2 separate regions of the Mus musculus genome follow, and region 2 is linked to region 1. A link is a contact called in public Hi-C data. All regions are on one chromosome and are shown on one strand. Each heading gives the region's core, a stretch centred on a gene start, on an enhancer-like site or on the middle of the called end of the contact. The rest is flanking DNA. Distances are from core to core; before and after follow the strand shown.

Region 1 (7,277 bases), core at 2,415-4,914:
ACTCATGTTCTTATCTTACTCTGTCTGGAATGTTCTCCAGCTCTTCTAGTGAAATCTCCCTTCACAGCCCAGCCTACTTGGTAGTAGCTGTCAATCTTCCCCATGCCCCACCACTTCCTGGCCAGTGATCTGTTCCTGCCCACAGGTCCACAGCACTTTGCTCTCCTATTTCATCTTTCATGAGATCTCTTTTTTCCTCTTCCTCCACCCCATCTCCACTCCTCTCTCCCTGAAGGCTCACACCATGGACTCTGGGACAATGGCAGGGGCAGTGATGAGGAGGAGCATGGCTACTATTCTAATAGGGCTTTCCAGAATATGACTTCACACTTTAAAGCAAGCATTTTACAAATAGGCGTCCTGCAGACGGGGAGGAATAAAAGACTCCTTCTAGGCTTCAATGGTAAGTGATAGGACAAGACCTAAAACCCACCCTCTAGTTCTGCAATCAGCTTCCCTCTGAAAAGCAAGGACCAGAACCTTACAGCAGCTACTCAAGAGCTGTCTAGCAGATAACCCGGCAAGGTACATGCCTCTTGCCAGGACCACCATACCCCTGACAGAAGACAGACAGGTCAGCCTACCTTTCCTCCTCTGATAGAAGCTGCTGCCTCTGGAACCACTGGATAAACTTCTGGTCTGGGCCCATGCAGTAGCTGTTGCAAGCAGACTGTAGGAGCTTTATCTGGGCAATGACTTCAAATTCCTAAAGTAGACAGAAAACCAGGAGACTGAATAATATGATGAAATAAATACAAGTCTTTTCTACATGGAACTGTAACACTCTAAGGGTAACGTACGGAGAAAGCCATTGAAGAAGACTCTGCAATCTGGCTGCCTTAGAGAGTAAATGAATACATCTTACAAGTTCTAACTCAGGGGTGGGGGTTGGCTATAGTTCAGTGGCGGAGTGCATGCCTGGTGCATACACAATGCCCTGGTTTCAATCCCCAGCACAAGTAAAAGTAGATTTTAAAATACACATATGCATCACTTCAACTCTTGAAGTCCTTGTATGCCTCGTTTCTCAATCCTCTCTTCTTGAAAAAGAAACTCACATGGATAAAACAAGCCATCCAAAGAAGCCGGCTAGTCACCAACTCAATGCATAATGGCACCTTCCTTCCTGTTTCCATTCTTGGGGTTTTGGGATTTTTTTTTCTTTTAAATATAAGATCATGAAATATGTAAAAAAACAAAGCAAAACGAAACAAAAAAAAACCACCTTTTTTACTTCTATTTCTTATTTTTAAAAGAAGAAAAATGATTCAAGAAGCTCACAGCTCCCGAAGTAGCTTCTCCAATTCTTCCCCCTCAATAAATCCACACCAGTGGGGCTGACTGACAGTCTAAGCGGTCCAGGGTCTCAGAAAGCTGAGTGTTTAGGTTTTCCAAATCCTTGGGTTTTCACTACTCCAGTAAATCATCTAACTACACCTTCTAAGCTCCCAGAGAAGCACGCACGTATAATTATGCCCCGCATCACTTGGATCTCGTCAGGCGCTTCCAGGTCCCTTCTTAATGTCAGCACTCAGCACAAACTGCAGCTTTAGGCTCAGATTTTAACTTCATAGATGTTTAGCTTCTTATTATTAAAGGGAAAGAAGGTAGCATCCAGGCTCGTGCTGAAGTTAAAGGAGCATGCATGGCACACTGTGGAGGCGTAACAGGACAGGACAGAAGCAACTAAGAGTTGGCAGAGTCGTTGGGCCTTAGTCTTCCAATCAGTGGTCTCAACCCTTGGTCCAGTGCTATGGTTGAATATTTACCACCATGCCACAGGAAGTTCAGTGGACGAGGGACAGAAAGCTCCGGCTGGTTCATGTTGGTATCTTGTTGCTTTGGAGCCCAGCCCAGCTAGCGTCTGTGCACTGTGTTCGCACAGTGCTCTTTGTCCCTGTATGGTTCTCTAGCCTCACAAGCTGAGGCTAGCCTCAGCCTCCTGTTTGCTTCTCTAAGAAAGACCTCTGCTTTGAGCTTGTATAGATAAGTTATGGCTGCTTGTTCATCTGCCTATCTCCCTCCTGAATTATACACTTCCTGAGGGCAAGGCTCTGGCTTTCCACTGCAGAAGTTCCCAAACTCCCTGGTCCGTACACAACCATACAACCAGTGCAGGTAGCATGGGTGGATGAATAGAAGAGTAAATGACAGGCAGGCCCTACAGGGAGTTACCACACTCGCTCATTTTCCTTCCAAACACCAAATGCCTATCTCATATCCATCTGACACAAAATTACAGCAAAATTTACACTTCAAAAAAATAAAACACAGTGCAGGGGGCTAGAGAGGTGGCTCAGCAGTTAAGGGCACTGACTGCTCTCCCAGAGGTCCTGAGTTCAATTCCCAGCAACCACATGGTGGCTCACAACCATCTGTAACAGGATCTAATGCCCTCATCTGGTGTGTCTGAGACAGCTACAGTGTACTCATATACATAAAATAAATAAATAAATCTTTAAAAAACATAATGCAGAACTACTTGAAAGATCAAGCTTTTGATATATAACACCCTTCCAATACTGACAGGAAAGATGATAAAAGATAACACCTACTTCTAATAAGGACACTATATCCTTTCCTCTCCCAGACACACCCACAGGAGTAGTCGTCTTTGTTAATGTCATTCACTTTTATAAACTTCTTAAGTAAACTTGTTTGCTTTTTTTTTAATTTAAGCACTGACACATGTACACACACAAGGTGTATACAACATATTTTGGAATATGTATTTGTTATGAAATGACTAAAACAAGCTAACGTATTAGTTGTTTCACATACTTCTTTGTAGAAGAATATCCCACATATATTCTCAGCAATGATTTTCATATGTTTATATATGAATGTTATAGTTCATACACTGTTACTAAATATAGAGTAAACCTGTATTTCTAAACGTAGCTGTGAAGAAGATGATGGTAGGAAAGAAATCTCTCAACATCTCTCTGTCTCTGTGTCAGGGATCAAATATAAGACCTTATGCATGCTGACCACGTGCCCAACCACTGAGGTATGCTGCCAGCTCTACGCTACCTTTTCTTTATTAATGAGATTTGCAGCAGGACAAAATGTGAACTCCAGCTCACTGCCACCTTAACTGTGGACCAGTCCTTAATCTCTTCCATCCTCACCTTTAACTGAAGATGTGGGAAAAGAGCTTGCAGGGCTCTTGTGGAGTAATGTGTAGGAACATACCAACATAATGGTATATGTAAAAATGTTCAGCGAGTATTATTTTTCTGTCTCCAAAAACAAACAAAAAGAACACAATCTCTTTTCACTTCTTTCAGTGTCTCATGTCCAGGTGAAATTAAACAGCAAAGCGCAGGCGAAGGCAGTACTTACCCTTCTTCTTTTCTCGAAGTTGATCAGTCCACCCTGAAAGAAATGTTTGGAAGAACGTAAGCCACCGAACTGCAGAGCCCTGTGCTGACTGGGGTCACAGTGAATAGGTTAAAGAGATGAGAAAGTTGTAACTATTAATGATTTTATAAACGTGGCGACAACGTAGCAAGGCAACCACCCTTGTCCTGGAGCAAATGTCCCAAATGTCCCTTTACTTATGATGGAGCATTTCCTAAAATGTCTGAAACCAACTACAATAGCAGTGACGGAGGCGTGAGTCAGAATCCGTGAGTCAGAATCCAGACACATCTGCCCAGCTAGTGAGGAGCAAGCAATCCGCTCCCTCGTGCCCTGGGCCAGTCAACAAAAGCAGATGGCCACGGCCTCGTGCTGGAAGCCAAACTGTCAATGATTTATCATAAGGGAAGTCACTTCTCCACAGCCTCGTGGAAACAAGGTTTCAATTCTTCATCACCACTGCCGGGTGTAATTCCTCAGCATTCGCTTACTCTGCACCTTCTCAACCCTGATGGGAGGGAGGTTCCTGAGGCAGAGGATGCTGAGAGACAGAGCCTGGGAAATGCAAACGAGTGGGCGTGGTCTTAAAGAATCCAGGTTCCCTTTGTAGCTACAGCACCCATGCTGCAGGTTTCACAGGAGAACAGGGGATGGGGTACAGATGCAGGCTGCTTTGTTTTGTAGCCTGTTGTGTTTTGCTTTTTTCTGTGATTTATGTTTGTTTACCATCGCTAGGAACCGAATCAGGACATCAGAGGCGAGTGCTCTGAGGTAGAAGTTGAGCCCTACAAATTACCTTCAAATCTCCCAAATATCAAACCTTTTCCTATTTGCCTATCTGATCGTTTGAGTGGATTTTACCTCTTCCTTCATTGAAAAAGGAAGACAGGATGCGGATCCAAGCATATCCCCTGAACAGGCAGCAGTGACATAGGCGTTACAGAGAGGCAGGCCGGGACCCACTTGAAAATTCATTAACCTATCTCATCTGTAGCATCCAGGCAGAGAGAGTAGGGGAGGTTATCCCTGCCAGTCCATCTGTGGCACCGATGCTCAGACCCCAGCCCTCAAAAGGCAGCACAGTCGCGTCTGGCCTGGTGGAGCAGGCCGTGTGGAGCAGGCCGTGTGCATCAGGCCGTGTGCATCAGGCCGTGTGCAGCAGGCCGTGTGCAGCAGGCCGTGCTCTATCAGCTAATGTCCCTTAGTTTTCACTGCATTCCTGCCCACACTGCCGCCGTTCCCAGCCATGGCTGCTGCTGTGATGAGCAGTGCTCTCTTTTGATGGGCTCTGTGCCATCTCTGGCGTCTTCCGGTGTTTGCTTTGGTTTGCTGTGTTACCACCTAGCCATGTGTATTGTGGGTTCTAAACAGATCCTGAGAGAAACAAACTTCTCTATGCGGCCAAGAAGGCTGCAGGCACGGATGGACCAGCTGCAGAGAACCCACCTCAATGTAGTCCTGCAGGGCAGTGTCCAGCATGGTCAGGTCAGTCAGGAAGGTGCCCAGGTAAGGCACGGTACCCTGCATCACACCCTGAAAAGGAAGCAGAGAAGTGCCTTTACTGTCACTGAAATGTTAAAGGCGTCACAACCCATGCACCTGGATGAGACTAATTTGGACTTGCTAGTGTCTCTTGAAGGAATGAAATTGTTTTAAAGCCTTCACAAACAGGACAGAAACTGCACGACCTAATGTCTAACTTTTATTCAGGAAAAGCAAGCCTCCAACCAGGAGATCACACATGTATGCAGAGTGTCCACAGTGGCGTCTACTGTGCTTAGGCTCTGGTCGGTGCAGGATGCTCTCTTCAGTGTGTGTTGACCCACCTAGCTGTTTGGGATGCCCGGGATAGCCACAGCCTCAGCATCATCACTCAGAAGAGAGCACTATTTCCTGATGAATGAAGGAGTGCAGACTGTCAAGAGTGTGGGGCATCACTCAGAGTGACTGACCATCAGAAAGACAGAGAGAATAGTGACTTTAGACAGGTTAATCTGGCAGTCTTCATTCACCATGTTAATGGTAGGTGATCTCATCGCCATCAGTGTGACAGCAACTGACACCACACAACTGACACACACTGACACCACAGAACTCCTTCAGAGAATGTGAGGCGAGAGTACTTCATCTCTGTGAAATGCTTTCCAAACAGGTGTGACCTCTGTTTAATCACTAGACAAACAAACACAAACCCAGACTGTAGGACGCTCTACAGGACAACGAGGTGACTTGATGACTCTGGAGGTCATGACAAACAAGACTCTGAAGCTGTTATGGACCAAAAGTGATTAGAACATCATCATAGCTAAGTGCCGTTGGTACGCTGGACTTGAGTCCCAGAACAGACAGGTGGACTCCATGTGAAATCTAGATTTTAACTGGCAGGATTCTATTCTGTCTGTGTGCATTTCTTAGGGTTGTCTGTTATACTACCACTTTAGACCATATTAAAAGTGGGAAGAAATGAGTGGATTTTCTAACCCTCATCTCACCAAATCTCCTTTGAGTCTCTGTTCCCCACAAGACCACTGATGCGCAAGCATTCTTCAGGGAAAATAAATGGGGGGTGGGGGGTGGATGGAGTGGCACACAGACACCTTCTCATATATGCAGGTACTTAGGGAAACTGGCAGGAATACACAAAATCTGGACCAGGGCAAGACCAGGCCTCTTGGCACAAGGTGAGCCGTGTCCTCAGCCAGCTCACACCACACAGGACTTTGCCCTTCAGAAGCTCACTGTCAGCTGCAGTCCAGTTTGTCCTTTCTGTTGTGTGTGCAAGGTCTTATCCTGAACTAAAATAATCCCTACCACTCCCTCGGCAGCAGCTATTTTTAACTGTCTTTGAACAACCAAAAAGTTTGAAACACTTTGAGTTAGATCAGCTTTAGGTTACAGGAGAGTTCTAGCTCCCCAAAACATCGCTATGTTATATCCATCCACAAGGAAAGTTCTCTTTGGGCAAGGAAGAAAATATTCATTTGTCTAGACTCTAATGTGCTCTTCTGTCCCCACACCTTATGCCAAAAGCTGGGAACTTAAGGACAGAGGCAAAGACGATAATAATTATCCTTGTGCTTTCAGAAAGGACACATGGCACTCTCTGAGACGTGAACAACATGATCCGGTTAGTAATATTAATAGTAAGAAGACTAGAATAGTAAGGAATAGTAAGGAGACTGGGCAGTGATCAGAGAGCCTGGAAGCAAAGGGAATGATGTTCTCTGATACAAAGACCAAATCTTCCCAGCGGGAGACAATGCATTTCCTTGGCCATTACATCCCCAAAGCTGATGGAGACACAAGGCCTAGGAGGCTTCTTACCAAAATGGCAGCAGCAAGCAAGTGACAGCGGGTGGCGATGTCAGGAGGATGGAGGTACCCCATTGCACACTTCCCTCTATCACATCTGGTGTGTGTGTGTGTGTTTCAAGCGTTCACATGAAAATGTCTGTGGAATGTGTAACTTTTGGTATTCATTTTTCCCTGGATCTAACACTTTTGCTAAAGACCTCCCAGGTTAAGAACAAATTAGGCACAGGATGGAAGAGTCTTCTGACAAGTGTGGGCATCCTGCAGAAGGAATATGCTGACACCCGCCATGTGCCAGCCGCCTCTCTCCTGCTGGCTCTCAGACAATGGGCAGACATACCATATCCTTCTGCAGTTGCAGGCGCCTCTGGGTCCGCTTCTGGTTTTCTTTCACGCTGCTGTCCAGGTTTGCAAATTTTGAAGTTCCTTCCTAAGAAACAGGGCACAGAGGAAGGTCATGGAGGATGCCAGTCTAGAGAGAAGGAAAGGGTTATCTGCGTTCTCTGATACAATCTCTTCCAGTATTCCCAAGATGCCATGCCTGTAGGCCCTCAGGCCTAGCCCCCCACACCGCCCCGGCTCTGTAAAGGCAGAGTCCCTAA
Region 2 (7,253 bases), core at 3,173-5,672, 560 kb after region 1:
AACGTTAAGAATTGGAAGAGCAACCCTGGCAGTGGTGGCGCACACCTTTAATCCCAGCACTTGGGAGGCAGAGGCAGGTGGATTTCTGAGTTCGAGGCCAGCCTGGTCTACAGAGTGAGTTCCAGGACAGCCAGGGCTATACAGAAAGACAACAAAAAAAGGAAAGAATTGGAAGAGCAGAGCGGCTTGGATGCCCCTTAAATCGAACCCAACATATGCACATTATGCTCATTAGGATGGAAGAAAATAAATAATACACCAACATGCTAAGCAATAGTTCTCTCTGGAAGTGGGATTGCAGGTGCTGTTCCCTTTTCTCCTTATATATCCCCCTTTCCTCTATTTTCCACTTTTCAACAATGCAGTAAATATGATCAGAGAGTAGACTGCCATGTATGGCTCACAGTGCTTGTACCTTAGACTCAAGAAAGAACTTCTGGCAGTCATTGTTCTGTCCTTCCTTCCTTCCTTCCTTCCTTCCTTCCTTCCTTCCTTCCTTCCTCCCTTCCTTCCTTCCTTCCTTCCTTCCTTCCTTCCTTCCTTCCTTCCTTCTTTCCTTCCTTCCTCTTGCCTTCCACTTTCCAGCCCCACCCTCTCCAGTACACCCCTGTTTACAGTGGCCCCAAAGCTGGGCTGACGTGAGCGTCAGGTGTGAGTGGTTCTTTCCCTCTGTCTCTGTCTGTCTTGTTCTCTCCCATAGCCAAGATCTTGGGAAAGGTGGGAGAAAGCCTCAGCCGGATCTGCTGCGTCCGCCCACCAGTGGAGCGCTTCACTTTTGTAGGTAAGGTGACAAAGGCTGCCTTTCCCCGCTTCATCTTTCTTCTTTCTCACCTCCCTTCATACATCAGCAGGTCGTCCCACCCCCAGAGACTCATATGTTGAATTGTTAATCCCCCACCAAGGACAGTATTAAGAACTAGAGTCTCAGGACTCTAAGATGGATTGCACACACACACACACATACACCAAGAAATAAGCAAACAAACAAGATGTAATTAAAATTGTTTTTAAAGAAAATGCCCCGCAGAGCTAGCTCTCCCTTCCCACCATCTGAGGATGTAAGGAGATGACAGTATCCATGCTGGCTCCTTCATCTTGGGCTTTCAACACCCACAACTTTCAGGAGTAAATTCCTGTTGTTTAGAGGTCATTCCTCCCATGGTATTTGTTGTAATGGCCTGTATGGCCTTGGGCATCCTTTTGTGGAGTGGTCATTTGTAGAGCAGCAGTTGAAAGAGACCAGAGATTGGGCTGGTGAGATGGCTCAGTGGGTAAGAGCACCCGACTGCTCTTCCAAAGGTCCGAAGTTCAAATCCCAGCAACCACATGGTGGCTCACAACCACCCGTAATGAGATCTGATTCCCTCTTCTGGTGTATCTGAAGACAACTACAGTGTACTTACATATAATAAATAAATAAATATTTAAAAAAAAAAAAAAAAAAAAAGAAAGAGACCAGAGACAAGCAGGAATGCCAGGCCTACAGTGTGGAGAGCTGACGGAGCAACAGGGTGTGGTGATCCCCAAAGGCCTTTTGTGCTCCTCTCCCTCCTCCAGCCTGTGCTCATCCCTCACCCCGTGCTCCATAAAATGTGTCTAAAACACCCTGGGTGTCCCCAAGAGTCCTGGATCCTACAGATCTGCTCAGGCAGTGCCTGTCCCTCCAGTGGACACACAGGAGCCATCCCTGGGCTCCCACTATCTTTTTGGTGCTCCTCAAAGACTCAGCTTGGGTGAGAACTTTCCCCTTCTAACTCCGGCTGCCTTCTGCCATTTTGGAGGTTCCAGTTTGGGGCATATTGAGAGGAAACTAAGAGACAGCTGAGGAGGCAGAGGCAGGGACAAGGCGGCTCACCTATAGATTTGTGTGTGCACACGTGTGTACCTTGGGCACCTCCATGCAGACAGTACACACCAGGAACAAGATGCCAGAGGCATGATCCTTCCATATTTTGTGACATCCCACCAAGGAAATGACTCAGCATGCCAAATTTGCTGGTTCTTTAAATCAGGAAGCAACTGGAGTGGGAGGAGGCCACCTCCTGTGACCCCAAATTCTGTGTCCCAGGTTCTGAGGGTACAGTTCTTGAGGGCAGCCTTCCTGGGGTACAGATATAGAAAGCACTCAACGTGACTGTGTCTGTCACTGGTTTCCCCTTGAGATGGTCTAATTATGAAAATCCCAGAAATACAAGGGTCTGCCCAGCTGGGGGCGAGGATGCTTCCTGTCAGTTGATACATCTTTCCTCATCTTACCCCAGCCTCTATCACTGAGGAGGCTCTCAGCTCCCTAATGCTCTTCTCTCTCCCTCTCTCTCTCCCTCTCCCTCTCCCTCTCCCTCTCCCTCTCCCTCTCCCTCTCCCTCTCCCTCTCTCTCCTGTTCATCTGTCCTCTTCCCGTTTATCCCCACAGATGAGAACGCCAACCTGGGCACAGTGATGCGGTATGAGGAGATCGGTGAGTTGAACTCTGACAGTGGGGACTTTTGGAGCCTCTTGCCTCCAGTCACCTGGGAGCAGCAAGTTCAGGAAGGGTGGAGGCTTGAGACCTGGAGTGGGTTTACAGCCAGGTCTACGGTCAGAATGTTCCTTCTGGAGTGTAAGATCATAATCTTACCTAGAGCCTATCGAACATCTCCCCATTAGACTCACTCCCCAGTAGTAGATCAGCCATCAATCTTCCCTTCACAGCCTCCCCTCCCTCATCTAAAAGAATGAAAGTCGAGCATCAGTGAGAGAGACCGTTGGTTTTGCCTACTGATACTGCAGACAAACAAGGCCGCTTCAGGTTTTTCAATGCTTTAAGGAAGAGAAGGAGGCCAGGGTTGGCTGAAAGCCACCATGTGGCTTGCCTGCAGCCTTGGCTGAAGCTAAGGTATCTATCCCACTGTCTGTGTGAGACCCTGGTGCCCAGAGTAGGTAGAAGCTGATTACAAACATCTGTTGGGGGCAGTGGGAGAGAAGGAGCTGACAGCTGGGTAAATCAACAAATCAGCAAGATGAAGCCTTCCCAGGGTTCCAGAGTGAAAGGCAGGTGGGAAACCCAAGTGCCTGCAGCTGGAAAGGCATGGCGGAGGCAGGCAGGAGTGGAGTTGGAGGCCGAAGATGATGAGGAGGGTCAAGTTGGTGGATGTCTAGAAGGAGAGGCAATTTGGTATCCAACCAGATCGGATTTAACTTCTAAAGATGTGTCAGATACCTTGTGGATACTCTTCTGAGGGAGCACTCGGGTTTGGGCTCCTGCTGTGATCTTAAGATGGCTGGTGTGTCTAAGTACCATGATAACCAGCAGATGTGATAACGTTTTGAGATGTAGTCGTGCCTGGGCTATTCCTGTTGCTTTCCTAGAACTATTTGTAAAATGTTGACAACTGGTTACTAATTGGCAGAGGCATTAGTGAGAATGGAGTGCAGTTAGCACACAGTTAGACTTCGTTGAACCAAAGCAACTCAAGAGCCTCACCTCTTATTTACCTTTTAGACTTTAACATCCTTTACACATCAGCTTGTCAGCTCTGAAGTCTCCAGGAGAGTGGGCACCTGGCTTTCTGGCCAATCGCCACAAAGCAAGCAAGTTCTGTAAGCCCAGAGGATCCAAAGGCAAAGCAGCCAGCGCTGAGTTCAAAGCTCTAAGCTCTAAGCTCTAAGCTCTGCATCCCTGCAGTCCCCTGTAGGAACTGTCACCCTGCTGCCTGTCTCAGTCCAGCAGAGCTCAGAACAGTCCTAGGATTTTTCAGTGTAATTTGTCTTTTCCCCGCCCCGAGAGCTTGAATTAGGCTCTGCTGTCTCTGCTGGGGGAAATCCCCTCTGGCTCCCCAGTCTGGCTAGCCTCCTCTGACTGCTTTTGCTTTCTGGAAGGGAAAGGGATCCCCGTGTCTGACAGGGAGGGATAATGAAGAATTCTTGGCTTCTGAAAAGGAGAGCCATGATGCCCCTGCTGACAGACAGACTCCAGGTTCACAGCAATACAGGTGGCAGCTGCCTCCGTGTACCGTGGGAACTGGGATGGGCCACTGGGCTACACATAGCTGGAATTCCTGAGCAGGGAGTGTGGAGGGAGAGTACTGGCCCTGACTGCTGGCCCTGGGTCAAGATGACCAGCGGAGGGAGGCAGACCCAGTGGAGGGCAAAGTGAGTAAGTCCTGCAAGGCCCTGGTACTCACAGGCTCCTTGCACACCACAAGGAAAATCCATCTTTTTTTTTTTTTTCTTTCCTAGCATCAGTGAGCCCATTCTGTTTTCAGCAGTTGGTTGCTTCCCTCATGGCTTTCCCAGTTCAAGGGCTTGTGGACTGGAAATATGGAAATCACTGCTGCCCTCCAGTGGCTTCATGTGGGACCACAGACTCTACCAGGGCCATTACCAATAAGCACATCTGCACTGGTCCCGGGCGTGGGGCGGGGTGGGGTGAGTCAGAGGTTTCACTCTGCCTCTCTGGGCTTTAGCCTATTTTTTTTTTAAGTCTCATATTATTCTTAGGCAAGAGTGTGAGTCCTAGCATAAGAATGGAAATCCCAGTTCAGGGTCTTCAGCCTTGGTGTTGCCAGCATTTAGGGGCAGGCATTGTGTGTTGTGGAGCTGCCCTGGGCACAGTAGGATGCCACTTAGCAGTGTCCAATCCACCAGATGCCAGTGACACAGTTCTCCTCTTCCCAAGCATGACATTCAGACATTGTGAAATCGCCCTTAAACTGTCCGGGGGCTATCTCTCAGGCAGCCCTCTTAGCTCTGCAACCACATCAATTGCTGGCCTAACTACTCACCATGTCTGAGTCCCCTCTGGGTGCCAGTCACTGCCAGGCCCTGGGGGTAGAAAGACAAATTAAGGTTCTGTGCCAAAGAGATAACATAAGCTCTCAGTCTTCATTGTGTTCCCTGAGGGAAGAACCAGAGACAATGAGATAGATGCTGGCTACTTTCTTCTGACAATGAGATAGATGCTGGCTACTTTCTTCTGCCTCAATCCCATCTAGAGACTCTCAGGGGCAAGCTCAACATCTGAAAGCCTTTGCCCAGCCCTGGGGTGTACGTCAGGCAAAGCCCCCGGGCTCTTAGGGACCATGGTAGCAGCCGTGTCTGGAAGACTAGTGGTCAGCTCTGCACAAGCGGTCTCATTGTCTCAGATACAACACGCTGGATAAGGCAGAAACCTGGGCAGCCTAAGATGTGCACTAAGATGTAGGACACTCTGAGGAATGTCAAGAATCTCTAGATTCTTTTCCTGTCACTCAGTTGAATCTCACCATTTGCTACCAATTTTAAATGACAATGAGCCTCAATGGGATAATTCAAATTGGGCTTAATGAGGAGGAGGAAAAAAAAAAAAAAAAAAAAGCAAGACAGGCATGGAGCACCACGGGTAAAGGGGAGGTGGCCCCAGCCTTGCTTCCTGAGCCCTTTGCTGAAGGCTACGTCCTCAGAAAGAGAGCGCACAGTTGATCAACTGGGATACTCCATCTTCACAGTCAGAGGTCTCCCTCCATCCCATCCCTGCCGTGTTAGCACTTGTTGAAGGAGGCCCACTCTAGGTGGAGAGAACACAGAAATAAGTGCCTGTTATCCAGCCCTAGGGAGGCTGAGACAGGAGGGTCCAAGAGTTCAAACCTCAGCTATATAGCAAGTTTGAGGCCAGCCTAGGCTACAGTCTCAGAAAGGAAGGGTGGGAAAAGGAAAGTAACAGTGGGGTGGGGGAGGGGCTCCGAGTCCTTATGCCAACGTATGTAGCTGGCTGCTGTTAGAGAGCCCAGCCATCCTGCGCTAGCCCTGAAGGTGGTGGTGGTGAGGTTGGGTTGGGGGTGCTGAACTATGGATACCCTGGGGTGGTGTTGTCAAGGCGACCTGAGCCCCACAGTTCTAAGAGTGCAGACTTAAGTGTTCTTGAGGGTAGAAAGCTGAGAGCTAGTACCCAGATCCTCCTCTGATGCTGTGTGCCACCTCTGCTCTCCCTCCCCAGAGCTGCGCATCTTGCTGCTGTGTGGTAGTGACCTGCTGGAGTCTTTCTGCATCCCAGGACTCTGGAATGAGGCAGATGTGAGTAGCCATATTCCCAAATCTACAAGCAGCTTGGGGTGGGGGTGGGGGCATGGGGGAGGCATGTTTGATTTTGGCTTCTGTCTCCCCCCAACAGTCACAGACTGGAATCTCTTGCCTCTTCAAAGTTCCCAAGAGGGCAATTCATTCACATGACCATGGAGGAAAGTTCTCACCTACCCCAGCCTTTGTCTCCTCACCCTCCTCCTCATCCTCACCCTGGGGAACCCTGGGAAAAAAGCACTCCGGGTTATAGAATGTCTTGTTCCAAGCGCTGCCTGGGGTGTGCATGCTGAGGTCACTGAGACATGAGGGGAGGGATCAAGAAGAAATTCTGCCCTTCGGAGGTTATAGGTGTGGCTTGTTTTCCTTTGCTGCCTTTGAAGGGATAGTAACTACTATCCCAGTCTCCCCATAGCAAAAGAATGGGGGTCCAGAGGGGGATCTCTGGTTAGAGGCATCCTTTAGATGACCGATTTGACTTAAGGGAAAGAGGCAGTTAAACCTAAGCCACTCAGAAGTTCTGACTCGGATGGCCAGTCCCCTGCTTTCCACACACGCTGTTCTCTCCTGCTGGTTTATTCATTCTCTCTTGGGCTAGATAGCCTGAGCTAAAACCAGCTCCAACCTCATGGCCCTATGCAAATTGCTTTTCTGTTCGTTTTTTTTTAAGAAAGGGTCTTGCTATGTAGCCCTGGCAATCCTCCTGCCTTGGTGCATTGCTGGCATCAACACCAGACTTTATCTTTTGTTTTGTTTTGTTTTTTTAATGAACTTGCTGGGTAACCACGCCAATCGTTCAGCTCCTCTAGTTACCCAATGAGACTCACTTTGCCCATTGTTTGGCATGCCAGTCTGACAGTTGACGAAACAATTGCAAACATCTCACACACACACACACACACACACACACACACACACACACACACACACGGAGCCAGACGTGAAAAGGCAGGTGCCCAAGGTCTCAAAAAGTTAAGGGGCACTTTTGAAATAAGCAGGGTCTAAGGCTTGCAACAGATGATTGCCATGAAGAAAGTGAAGTAGCCTGTAGGTGAGCCATTAGAGCTTTACCTGGGTTATGCTCCGAAAACAGTGACATTAGTGGACCCTAAGGGTGGAGCGTTAGCCATCAAAAGGTCACCCACTGGACACTTGCATAGGTCAGTAGTTCCAACTACCTTCCACAACCTCCAATTCCCCGAAACACAACTTGGGCAACT

The links. A called contact is a pair of places that touch in the nucleus more often than the background predicts.
Region 2: a contact with region 1 is called in a Hi-C map of uterus, with 4 times the contacts expected there. The contact joins two enhancer-like sites. A contact is called at or near these places in 4 of 15 datasets of contacts at CTCF or cohesin (the NIH/3T3 cell line, embryonic stem cells, large pre-B cells and 1 more), 22 of 484 Hi-C or Micro-C datasets (B cells, the G1E-ER4 cell line, the HPC-7 cell line and 13 more), 10 of 115 datasets of contacts at active chromatin or transcription factors (astrocytes, embryonic stem cells, extraembryonic endoderm stem cells and 4 more) and 1 of 9 other capture datasets (embryonic stem cells).

What each region holds. Positions count from the first base shown.
Region 1 is chr1:152,532,922-152,540,198 of GRCm38.p6, forward strand. Rgl1 (ral guanine nucleotide dissociation stimulator,-like 1) reads right to left here. Exons shown (of 18, transcript NM_016846.4): 10 at 7,016-7,105; 11 at 4,810-4,896; 12 at 3,346-3,378; 13 at 585-706. It overlaps Gm51749 (a long non-coding RNA gene), which reads left to right and starts at 7,101. Exons shown (of 3, transcript XR_003948740.1): 1 at 7,101-7,277. Within about 2 kb of position 3,665, at least 68 of the 459 cell types and tissues checked have an H3K27ac peak or open chromatin away from gene starts, as enhancers often do. A contact at or near this core is called in the NIH/3T3 cell line, pancreatic cancer cells, reprogramming fibroblasts and 2 more, where this site is marked.
Region 2 is chr1:153,088,084-153,095,336 of GRCm38.p6, forward strand. Nmnat2 (nicotinamide nucleotide adenylyltransferase 2) reads left to right here. Exons shown (of 11, transcript NM_175460.3): 6 at 701-781; 7 at 2,414-2,458; 8 at 5,954-6,030. Among named protein-coding and RNA genes, the nearest start is that of Lamc2, 95 kb to the right of the region's middle. Within about 2 kb of position 4,423, at least 133 of the 459 cell types and tissues checked have an H3K27ac peak or open chromatin away from gene starts, as enhancers often do. A contact at or near this core is called in the NIH/3T3 cell line, pancreatic cancer cells, reprogramming fibroblasts and 2 more, where this site is marked.